Linked DNA regions of Mus musculus: region 2 is linked to region 1. The links are chromatin contacts, called in public HiChIP or PLAC-seq maps. All regions are on one chromosome and are shown on one strand. Each heading gives the region's core, a stretch centred on a gene start, on an enhancer-like site or on the middle of the called end of the contact. The rest is flanking DNA. Distances are from core to core; before and after follow the strand shown. Region 1 holds the start of Aen (apoptosis enhancing nuclease). Region 2 has its middle 22 kb from the start of Mrps11.

The links. HiChIP or PLAC-seq counts read pairs in DNA pulled down with a chosen protein or histone mark.
Region 2: a contact with region 1 is called in an H3K4me3 HiChIP or PLAC-seq map of the SCID.adh cell line, with 26 read pairs. The contact joins the enhancer-like site here to the promoter of Aen in region 1. A contact is called at or near these places in 21 of 39 promoter capture datasets (the C10 cell line, the HPC-7 cell line, the SN4741 cell line and 15 more), 13 of 15 datasets of contacts at CTCF or cohesin (CD8 T cells, the G1E-ER4 cell line, the NIH/3T3 cell line and 7 more), 307 of 484 Hi-C or Micro-C datasets (3T3-L1-derived adipocytes, 8-cell embryo, the AML12 cell line and 142 more), 80 of 115 datasets of contacts at active chromatin or transcription factors (CD4 T cells, CD4 single positive thymocytes, CD8 T cells and 55 more) and 7 of 9 other capture datasets (adipose tissue, embryonic stem cells, embryonic tail and 4 more).

Annotation. Positions count from the first base shown.
Region 1 is chr7:78,893,681-78,899,272 of GRCm38.p6, forward strand. Aen (apoptosis enhancing nuclease) reads left to right here and starts at 2,247. Exons shown (of 4, transcript NM_026531.5): 1 at 2,247-2,334. It overlaps Gm39039 (a long non-coding RNA gene), which reads right to left and starts at 2,102. Exons shown (of 2, transcript XR_882236.1): 1 at 1,903-2,102; 2 at 95-682.
Region 2 is chr7:78,802,548-78,808,258 of GRCm38.p6, forward strand. No RefSeq gene overlaps it. Among named protein-coding and RNA genes, the nearest start is that of Mrps11, 22 kb to the left of the region's middle. Within about 2 kb of position 1,499, at least 17 of the 459 cell types and tissues checked have an H3K27ac peak or open chromatin away from gene starts, as enhancers often do. A contact at or near this core is called in CD8 T cells, the G1E-ER4 cell line, the SCID.adh cell line and 9 more, where this site is marked.

The DNA of each region.
Region 1 (5,592 bases), core at 997-3,496:
ACGAGAGAGGGTAAAGACAGGATGGAGTAAGAGCTAAGTACAGGTATGAACACATCAATGAAGCCCACTGCTTTGTACAAATGATATGCATTCATTTAGCTTTCCTTTACATTTTTATTTTCCATTCTGTCTTTTCGGTTGAGAGCCTAGCCTTTGATAGCTGAGCAGAGCCATCTTTCCAGCCCTAACTTTATTATTTTTTTAACATATTTTAATTCTCTGAGAATTAAACATATAAACATTCAGTGCATTTTAAACGTATCCATTCCCATCCGTTCTAGATCTACTGCCCACCCTCTCCCTTCCAACCTCGGGTTCTTTTACAACTCGCTGATTCCAGTTGGTGCTGCCTGGGTTTGCATGGATGTAGAACTAGCTACCCACCGCAGCATGGTCATCCTATCTACAGCTGCATCCTGTTGATCCATCCAGGAAAGCCTGGTTCTCCTTCCCCCAGCAGCCATCAACTGTCGGTAGCCAGGGATGGGGAGGGCTTGTGAGCCACTCCAGGCTCCATGCTCATGACACGGTGACTGTGTTGATCCTGCACAGGCAGCCCCGGCGGCTACGAAGTCAAGAGTCCTGACTTGAGACATGGACATGACCCCAGCCTTCCTCCTTCTCCTCCTCTTCCTCTGGCTCTTACAGTCTTTCTGCTCAGACTTCCAAGATGGTCGTGGGCCTTGGAGAGAAGGGCTGGGCTATAGATGTCTCCGCCATGGCTGAACATCCCACAGCCGCTCACTTGCAGCTTGACCAGTTGTGAGTGTCTGTGTTAGGGGCTACCCACCGCACAAAGAAACTTCTCTAATGAGGTCTGGGGCTGCACCAGCAGAATGTTTGAGTATACGGATTTTAAGGGCAGATTGATGCTGTCAGTTTAGCAAAATAGTAGATTTGCTTCTGGGGCCCATGAGCTCCTCCGGCTTTCCCTTTTTAAACTTACTTTTAAAAACCTGTTTTGTGTGTAAGTGTGTGTGTGCATGGAGGGGCAGGGGCTGAACACACATATGCAGGCTAAAGGACAACTTCAGGGACTTTCTTTCTTTCTTTCTTTCTTTCTTTTTTTTTGGTTTTTCGAGACAGGGTTTTTCTATGTAGCCCTGGCTGTCCTGGAACTCACTCTGTAGACCAGGCTGGCCTCGAATTCAGAATCTGCCTGCCTCTGCCTCCCATGTGCTGGGATTAAAGGCGTGGGCCACCACCGCCTGGCTCAGGGAGTTTCTTGTTGATTGGGGTATCTCGTTTCTGCCTACCCTAGCTGGCCAGAGAGCTCCAGTTAGTTTTTCTGTCTCCATATATCATCTAACTGTAGGAGTTACTGAGGTCACAGATAAATACCACTGCATCTGGCTCGCCTGCCCTCCCTCCGTCTTCTTCTTCCTCTGTCTCTCCCTCTCCCCCTCTCTACCTCTCTCCTCTGCGTAGCTTTGGCTATCTTGGAACTTGCTCTGTACACCAGTCTGTCCTGGAACTCGGAGATCTACCCGCCTCTGCCTCCGGAGTGCTGGGATCAAAGGTGTGTGCAACCACGCCCAGAGCTGCCTAGGCTAAGAAGGTTCAGGGATCAAATTCAGATTGTCAGGATTACAGAGAGAGCAAGCACCTTTTTTACCGCTGAGCAACTCTCCCATTCCTAAAAAAAAAAAATCACAAAGGAATACTTAAGATGAGTGTGGTGGCAAAACGCGTGATCCCAGCACTAGGGTGGCAGAGGCAAGAGGCTCATTCACAGCTAACACAGAAAAAGCGAGGACATTATGTGAACTTGACACTAGAAAAAAAAAAAAAAGAAAATGAGAGGACAGCTTGAGATCCTGTCTCAAAAAACAAAACAAAAAATAAACAAACAAAAAACCCAAATCAAATAAATATTGAAAAAGCAGTGCAGAAGAAGCAAACCTGATTTTTTTTCCCCCAAGTTTAACGAATACTGTATTATTTCACGGACTTCTCACAACCCCAAGCCTGGAGGGGCTGCAGTTCCCCGAGGCAGATCGGGATGTGCTCTTTGAGGCTTTAAGTCTTTGAAGGTTGCGGTTCACTAGGCGTCGGGTCAGAAACCGGACGTTCCATTCGGTTTTATGCTAACCTCCTAAACGCTGCCCTATCCCGGCGCAGGCCACGCCCTCTTCCTTCGGTAGCCCCACCCCTTCCAGTTGGCACACTTACTGAGGAGGAGCAGGATCAACCAATCAGAAGAGTCCTTAGGCGGGCGCTACGCCCCAGAGAACCAATAGACAGGTAGCCGAAGCCGGGCTTGTCCGGGCAAGGAGCTTCCGCACCCGGCAAGGGTTCCACGTGAAACCTGGGAAAGCGCGGCCGGGTTTTCAGGTGAGCTAGGGGACGGCCACAGGGAGTCCCGGGCCGCCCGTTTCTGTCGCCAGCCGCCTGTGGCTCTCGGGACGGGTTGGTTTGCAACTAGGCCGGGGCGCGGCCTCACGTGGTCCTGGCCGGACTCGGGGCCGGTGGGCCTCAGGGGACGGCGCGGACGTTGAGCGTCCTCTGGACGCCTCAGCTGGTGAGCGCGGACTGTCCTCGTACTTTTGTTTTGTTTTGTTTAAAATTGGTCTGGTAAGCTTTTGGGCAGCATCGGGGACCTTTATTGCGCCACCCTTTCTCAAACTGGGATGATTATCGCAATCGTGACTTGAGGGTGGGATCTCGGGTCCTAATCCCCAAACTTTGCCTTCTACCTAGAACGGTTGATGCCATCCGGTTACTTTGTGCTAGAACAGGGTCTCGACAGACAGACAGAGACCTGGGCATGGCAGGCAGGGCATGGCAGGTGGGGCCCTTATGACAGTGACGTTTCTGGCTTTGTAGCTTCTTGGGAGCCTTCTCATCTGGAATCCTCTTGGGTCAGGGACCCTCACTTGAAGGCCACGTGCCTACCATACTGACCAGAGTTAAGATATGGAATATTTGTACGTGGCCTTGTTGAAAGGACTGTGTCCTCTTCTCTCCAACTAAGCTGAGCTCCATTCAGGGCTGCAGGCTGTGGACGTTCTCTTTGTAATTGTTGGTTCTGACATGTTCACAGGGTGAGGGACTATAGGAAATGGCTGCTTTTTATCTCTTAACACAAATACAAAAGTACAGAGACTTTTTCTCAAGGGGACCTGATTTTAGCTTCTTTCAGACCTTGCCGGCAGGGACAGGAAAGTCTATGATCAGCAGGGTTAGCACAGGTCTTCTTAGCCAGATTTTCTCCCTTTGAGGTGTGGTTTGTGGAAATGAGGAGGTTGCTGACAACCTGTTTTTAAAAGAGGGGGTGCTATTTGGAGAGTGAACGAGCAAGCTGAGAGCCATTGAGTCAGCATGGGTCACTGGGCCTCCCCCTGGCTAAGTGGACCTTTACTCACACACATGCTGGCATCAGCAAACACAGGACTGGTCTTTCCTCCTATCTTACTGCTACTTACCCTGTGTCTTGATTAGGGGTTTACTGCTGTGAACAGACACCGTGACCAAGGCAACTGTTACAAGGACAACATTTAATTGGGGCTGGCTTACAGGTTCTGAGGTTCAGTCCATTATCATGGTGGGAGCATGGCAGCATCTAGGTAGGCATGGTGCAGAAGGAGCAGAGAGTTCTATATCTTCATCTAAAGGCAGATAGAAGACTGGCTTCCAGGCAGCTAGGATGAGAGTCTTAAAGCCCACGCCCACAGTGACACTCCTCTAACAAGGCTAGACCTCCTAATAGCGCCACTCCCTGGGCCAAGCATATACAAGCTTTCACACCTGTGATAATATTGCTCAGGCCCCTAGTCTGAGCTCATCCTCCGATGAGATAGCTGTGATGGCCCCTGCAGTCTTCCAGTGACTCCATATCCTTCTCCATTCCATTCCACCTGTCTCCACGCCCCCTGCTTCCTAGCTGTTTACCAGCACCAAGCTCTTTGCTCTGTGCCTGTCAGGTTTCTCTTCTCTGAACACTTCCTACCCTGGGCTGCCTGGTCCATCCATCCAAAATCCTGCAGCATCTCCTCTGGCCGGGCTCTCCTTAATTCAGTGTATCTTTCTGGTGACTGTCTCTTCCTGTCAGTCCTATTGATCTGTGGTTAGGAGGACCTTGAGCTCTGCAGTGTCCTCCAGGCCTGTCGCTGTGAGGCCCAGCCTGGGCTTCTGAAGCAAGTCTGCCATGAGAGAGGGACAGCAGACACAGTGGGGCTCTGCAGCTCGCTCACCTGAGGGAGCTCTGAGGAGGAATGCCTGTTGTCTGTGGAGGATAAAATCCAGTGTATTGGAGTACACAGGGTGGATTCCTTTGCTCTCCTCATAGGCAGTTAAAGTCCTGGGTCAGTGCTGCTGGGTACAAATTTTACAGACCCACCTGGGTGCCTTGGCCTCCCTCACTTGACCAACAGATACGAGGCTAAAACACCAGTATAGGGTAAGGGTGACTTGTGGAAGGCCCTCTAAAGTCAGTGGCAGAAGGTGAGGTGATAATAAGGAAGAAGCGGTCTCCCCAGCTATCACCCATCAGGTACTTACTACAGGGACCTCATGTTGCTGCTGGCCCTTCTTCCTCAGCATCAGGCTAGTTTTGTCAGGCCTGCGTCCCTCCCTGGTGTTTCCACTGCCCACGCCCTCTCCCTGTAGGGTTACTGTTCCCCATTTACTCAGAAGTGACTTTTAGGAGTCATCTTGGTCTGCTTTTCCTCCTTGGGTGGCTAGCCGGCCCTCAGCACACCATCTGCTGCGTTTCTATGTCTGTGGTCAAACTGAGCTTCTCAGCCCACAATCCATCTTGGTAATTGTCCAGCACCTGGCACAGTTGGGACCCCAGAGAACCTCTTTGTAAGATTGGGAAGATGCAGGGGTTCCAGAAGAGCATTCAGTGATACGGAGCTGGGTCTGAAGGCATTGGAGGGGTGGGGTTTGGGAACAGCAGTGTGTCCAGATGGGGGCAGCTCTGGCTCAAGGATAGCTGGCCGTCTGATGTAGGAAATCATCTTTGCTGGAGGAAAGAGGCAGAGAGCTATTGAACATTGCTGTATGAGGTGGAGGCTAGGAGGAGACAGACAGACAGACATGGGAGCACAACAGTTTATAAAGATCCCGGTTCCTCCTTCTGCAGATTTTGGTTTGGGGACTCTTGGTGTGGGGTGTTCAGCTGGACTGTGTTTCTGTAGCGTTTGCTGCCTTGTGTCCATACTTCTCACACCACTGAGAGGAGCTTGAGGCTCAGAGCATGGTCTCTGTATCAGCCGTCGTCCCAAACTACTCAGCTTGTGGGCCTCATTTCTGTACAGTAAGGGTGATAATCCTCTGGTGTTAGGAGCAGGTGTGGCGGCAGTCCTAAAGGCGCCAGGGACTGCAGCTAAGTCATATGACTTGCACCTGACTTCCTCATATAAGACACAAACATCTTGAGTGCTGCGCAGGTGTACCAGGATACAGGTGAATCCAATTTGGTGGAGATTTGCCCCTGCTGCCCTGATTAGCTGAAGCCTCGTGACTGATGAGGGGGCGTGGCCTGCGGTGCGTGGATGAGAGAGAGTATAAAAGGAGTGAGAGGCCCAGGGTTCGGGGGAGATATATAAACAAGGGCGATATATAAAAACAAGGGAGATATAAAAACAA
Region 2 (5,711 bases), core at 249-2,748, 92 kb before region 1:
CACATGTACATAAGACACACACATACATACACAGACTCATACATACAAATACACACAAACACATTCACACACATGTACATAAGACACACATACATACACACATATATGCGCAAACACATATACACATATGTACAAGGCATACACATACACACATGAGGCCTAGAAGTATCTCTTTTCTTTTCTTTTCTTTCTTTTTTTTTTTTTTTTTTTTTGAGACAGGGTTTCTCTGTGTAGCCCTGGCTGTCCTGGAACTCACTTTGTAGGCCAGGCTGGCCTTGAACTCAGAAATCCGCCTGCCTCTGCCTCCCAAGTGCTGGGATTAAAGGCATGCGCCACCACCACCCGGCTCTCTTCTCTTCTCTTCTCTTCTCTTCTCTTCTCTTCTCTTCTCTTCTCTTCTCTTCTCTTCTCTTCTCTTCTCTTCTCTTCTCTTCTCTTCTCTTCTCTCTCTCTCTCTCTCTCTCTCTCTCTCTTCTTTTCTTTCCCACAACCATTTGAGTTAAGAGAAAAAGGCTGGTCTTTAAGAATGTCCCTTTCCTCTGGCACTGTATAAAACTGGGTGTAATGGCAGCAGACAGCTGTAACCCCAGCACACAGAGAGCAAAAGCAAGATCCGAAGTTCAAGGCCATTCTCCCAGGATATGTGAGACCCTGTTTTCAAAAGTTCAATCTGATAGTCCTTTCGGCGACAAAAGTTGAAAATCTGCCCAAATATTAAACCAAACTTGAGCCTCACTGACTACTCAGAGCTTTTAACCTTCCTCTGGCTCCTCTCCTCCACTTCAAGCCTGAGCAGAACATGGAGCCAAGAGGTGAGGCAAAGCCTCAAGCAGTATTCTTGGTCAGCACGCCTCCCTCACTGACAGTGTTGTAGATGGCCCCTACAACACTCCATTCTGTGGGCACCATCCCACCACCCTGCCCCAGCGTCACCCACGCAGAACTCTCTGCGCTAGACCTTTTCTATGCTGCCCAGAGATCTGTGCACCCAGACCTTCTCAGGGAAGGGCCTGACACTCATCTGCTAGGAGTGCTGCTGGCTGCAGGGACCACCCCAGACAGCTGTTTTGCCCAGTTCACATGCTTCCAAACTACTCTGGCTATTTTAGGCAACCAAGAGTTTGTTAACAGAAAATTGTATTTCCAAACTCTGGGAGTGGTCTAGCTTTGTCCCTACAGATACAACGTGCTCCAGTTTGACCTCATCAGGAAGGGATTCTGATGGCATTGTGAGAACGATGACCTTCAGACCATTGCTTCTCCTTGACCCAAGGGGAAGAAGAGATTGCCAAAGCTCCCAGCCATGACTGTCTCTTATAACTGGCAAAGCTACCATGGAAAAAACCCTACTGTTTCTCCAACCACCATGGGAAGCAAAGGAGATAGTGAGATAGTTTCTGACTCCCTTCTTCCTCCCAACTCTTATGCAGCTGACATCATCCATCTACAGTCCTGGCTGCTCCCCACTGTGCCACCAAGTGGTGGAAAGTGTGGCTTGGAGTGGGGGAGGGGAGGCACAGCAAACAGTACAGTCCAAAGTGAAAGCAAGACTCCCCAGTTACAGACCTGTGAACTGGCTCCCTGCCACCTGGAGAGCGGAGTCTAACAGGAGCGTTTCTCGTAGCAAAACATTGGTGATATCTCACAGAGCCTGACTATGGCACACACACACACACACACACACACACACAAGATGGAGATGGTGCCTGTTGCCACCCTGGAGAAAACAGCCTGTAGGGCAAGGGGAAGGGGCAAGGAAGCCATGTTGTTAACAACTGCTAGCACAAGGGTAGCCAAGGGCCAACACGGTTCTGCGGTCCAGTGGGAACTGTGAAAGGGGCTGGGCTTGAACCCATGTCGAATTGTCCTTCTCACCCTGTTAGATCCAGAACGGGGTGGACTCAGGGCTGGCGCTGAGAGGTATTGGAAGGGCTCAGCCTCAGGATTCCATGCTTGTTGAAGGTGTTTGGGTTCTCCAGGAAGCAGACGGTGAAGCAGAGCTGTCCTCAGGCCATGCTCCTCCCTCTAGAATACTGAGTCCTCCGCACCTCTGCAGCACGATTGTCTTGCCAAGTCTACCACCTTGACCGAGTAGAGAAGCTGCTGGCTTCCCTGTTTCCCTCCACCCTCGTCTTTGGGCACAGCCCTCAACTTTCCACCATTCCCAGAGTGATCTTTTCAGCACAAATCAGTTTCCTTGACCGTACTCAGGTTCATCAGCTTAGTCGACCCAGGAAGAAACTTGTGGGCCTGCAAGAGCGCCGAGGTGACAGCGCTCAGGAAGTGGGTGCTTAAGGGCTTCGCTGAATAGAAAAGTCTGGGCCAGTGGCTGGGGTGGGGACTCCATGCTAACCCCCAACCAATCTGGTTACCCAGGATGGCTCTGACCCGGCTCCATATTCAGTCATGTTCCAGAAAATGTCAAGGCCATGTTGAAGAACATTAGAGGTGTCACTCTTTACGTGGTTTTCAAGACTGTTTCTAGAACATTCCAAAACAATAATGGCAAAGCCAGGTTACCAACAGGATGACTAACATGATATCTATGACTCAAAATACTAAGCCAGGGTCTGATTCCAAAAAAAAAAAAAAAAAAAAAAAAACTACCACTGCAATGTCCCCAAAATATAACAAAGTTGGACATTAAATGGTTTAAGATATTTTTTAAAGTAAGCACTTAAAAGATATTTATTGAAAGAATCCTCTTTGTGTCACAAAGAAAATATGCCTAAAGTCACTGTGGGCTTTAAATATACAGCGATATCTGGGTATAACTACAGGAGCATCATTTCATTTTGAGAAGAGTACGAGGGAGTCTGGGCATTCTGGCCACCCTAATGCCTGCCCATGTATTCCTTTGGCTCTCAATCACTCCTGTCGCTACTTCATTCTCCTGCTCAGGTATTAAAACCACTGGCTGCTCCTTCCTATAAGAGGACTGGATTTGGTTGCCAGCACCCACATGGCAGCTCTGTAACTCCAGTTCCAAGGGACCTGAAGCTCTCTTCTACCCTCCCTGGACTCTGCATGACTGTAGTACACACACATTCATACAGGACACTAATGCATATAAAATAAACAAAATCTTTAAAAAGAGAAAGATTGTCAGTTAACCCTACCTGCTCGGTGCAGTGTAGAATATACAGATGTCTTTTAATGCTTCTGGAACCTTCTTGGCGCATCTATCAATGGGATACAACAGTTCTCTATATCGCCTGGCAGTGTGGTGCATGTCTGTAATCCTAACACTTGGGAGTCAGAGACAGGATGAGGAGTTCAAAACATCCTTAACTATGTATGGAGTTTGAGACCAACAGGAGAGGCCCGGAGAGTGACCCCTGTCCCAGCTGTAGATGAATGGCACATGGCCCTAGTGTTCCACCCTCCTTTCTGGAAGGGAGGAGATGGGGAGGCACTCTGGGAAATCGGGAAAAGCTGTCATTCTCAGCTCTTCAGACAAGGAGACATTTCCATGGTGAACAGTTCGGCCCTTGAGAAATGGGAGATGTACGTGTCTTAAGGATGGCTCTGGTACTTTCTGCTGTCATGGGGACAGAGATTAGCAAACAATATGCACCCAGGATTTGGAGTTGCTGGAAAGGCCACCCAGAAGGGCCCATGGTACATCACTATCCAATAGTCACCGAGGTCCCCGGTACACCTAATCCCACAAGTCACTCTGTACTCACCACTGGAGCCTTTTCCTGCAAACAGCAGCTGGTCCCAGCTAAGTTCAATGGCTGCCCATCTGTTCCTCACCCTCCTGGACCAGAGATTCACAGGTGTGTCTAAGCCAGCCCTTGTCCTTTGAGCATCTCACCCCATTCCACCTGCCTTGGATCAGTAGCTCATGTGGGGATTTGCATCTTTCCCATATGGCTAGCCTCCTACATGTGGCCTGGCCCCAGATATCCCGACTGCCTCCCTCCATCCACACCCGCCCCTCATGCCCCTCACCTGTCAGGTAAGAGGGTAGCGAAAGGCAGACTCTAATGTCTGCCTTAGAATTCTGGCTCCAGTGACTCACTTAAACTCTCTGCTGTAGTTCCTCATCCAGAGATAAAAATCACTCCAAAAGGAACCTCACACACACACACACACACTATACACACACACACACACCATACACACACACACACACACATCAGAGCACTGCATCTGCCTTAAGTGTGCAGGAAAGTATTACTCAGCTCCCCCATAAGCCCCTGGGGACTCACACCACAAGCACTGGACACAGTGACCTCTACGAGGGCTTCTATTCCATCTACTTAACAGCAGCTTTAAGAAGACGTTCTAAAACAAATGGACCTTAAGAACATACCAGAAAGGCTGTCAAATAAAAGCCCTGCACACCAGCCGTGTTCCCTCAGTTTTTGCTGACCTCCTTGTTCTCTTTGCTGGTTTCCCACGCAGTACAATGAGAATAGTTTTGACCAACCTTGTTACTCCAACCTAGAGTCTCAATACTTTTGTGCGGTTTCCAAATATGAGCTAAAAAAAAAATACTACTTTGCTACTAAAATATAGCCTTACTAATGAGAGGCCTACTGCCATAGCCAGGAAGCCCCCCACACCAGCCGCCAAACCTCTACACAGCTGGTTCCAGAAGTCTGGCACGAGAGGGCCAACTGACAGAGCCTCAGCTGCCATGGCCCTATGGGGGAATCTGGTCTTTGCTCACACAAACCAGGAAGCAGTTCAAATGGTGGGAAATAAAACTGACAAATGACATTGTCTCTCAAAAGTTGTGAGAACTGGGGAGGTCAGACCGCTAAGGTCATGGATGAACGAAGGCCTTAAACTCAAGGCTGCTGGGAGCTTCTGGCCAAGGTAGCCTCTGCCCCCCTTTTCCAGTTCTGCCTTTGCGTCAGAGTCCATGACACCCAGAACAGATCCCAGCTGCTCTTCTGTATTCTCGAGCAGGGTGTGGAGGGTCTAGCTTTCCCTGATCTTCCTGTGGTCTCCCTCCTCCAGCCAGGCTTCCTATTGTTCTGTGGCTCACACACTATAATATGCACACACAAGGTGTCTACAGGCTGGGACAGGCCTGTCTTGCCTGCTCCGCAGGGAGCGGTGAGGTGGTGGCTTCCTATTTTCACTTCATCAGTCGGAAGCAGCTGGAAGGGAAGGCAGGGTTGTCATCTCCCGTGGACTTTCTAGAAATGGAAAAACCCTAGTCTTTTCTTGCCATGGATGGAGTGACTCAAGCTAACGAGCAAGGTTAACCCTTCAAATGCTTGCTTGTGCTCACCTTACCAAATAAGAGGCTGGACGCTCTAGAAGGGAAAGCAAAGGCCAGTGCTTGGCAGGTGTCTTCTATTACTATTAATTATTAATGTGTTTGTAACTATGTGGATGATAGGAAGGACAGGCCACCACATATGTTTGGAGGTCAAACGACAACTTTGTGGACCCATTTCTTTTGTTTTGTAATTTATCTTTACATGGATTCTGGGCATCAAACATGGTTATTAGGCAAGTGCCTTTACTCCCTGAGCCATCTTGTGGATCCAGCAAGTGCTTTCTGCTGTGTGTTGAGAACCATGTGTCACCACCAGACTAGATCCATGGTCTCTGATTTCATAGACAGCACAACCCCGGGAAGTCAGGATTACCATCCAGCTATAAAGGAAATGAGGGCGAAGAGGTGATGAGGTGATGCGACAGAGTGAAGGGAGGCGGGATTCCAGAAGGCAAACCGTAGTCATTTG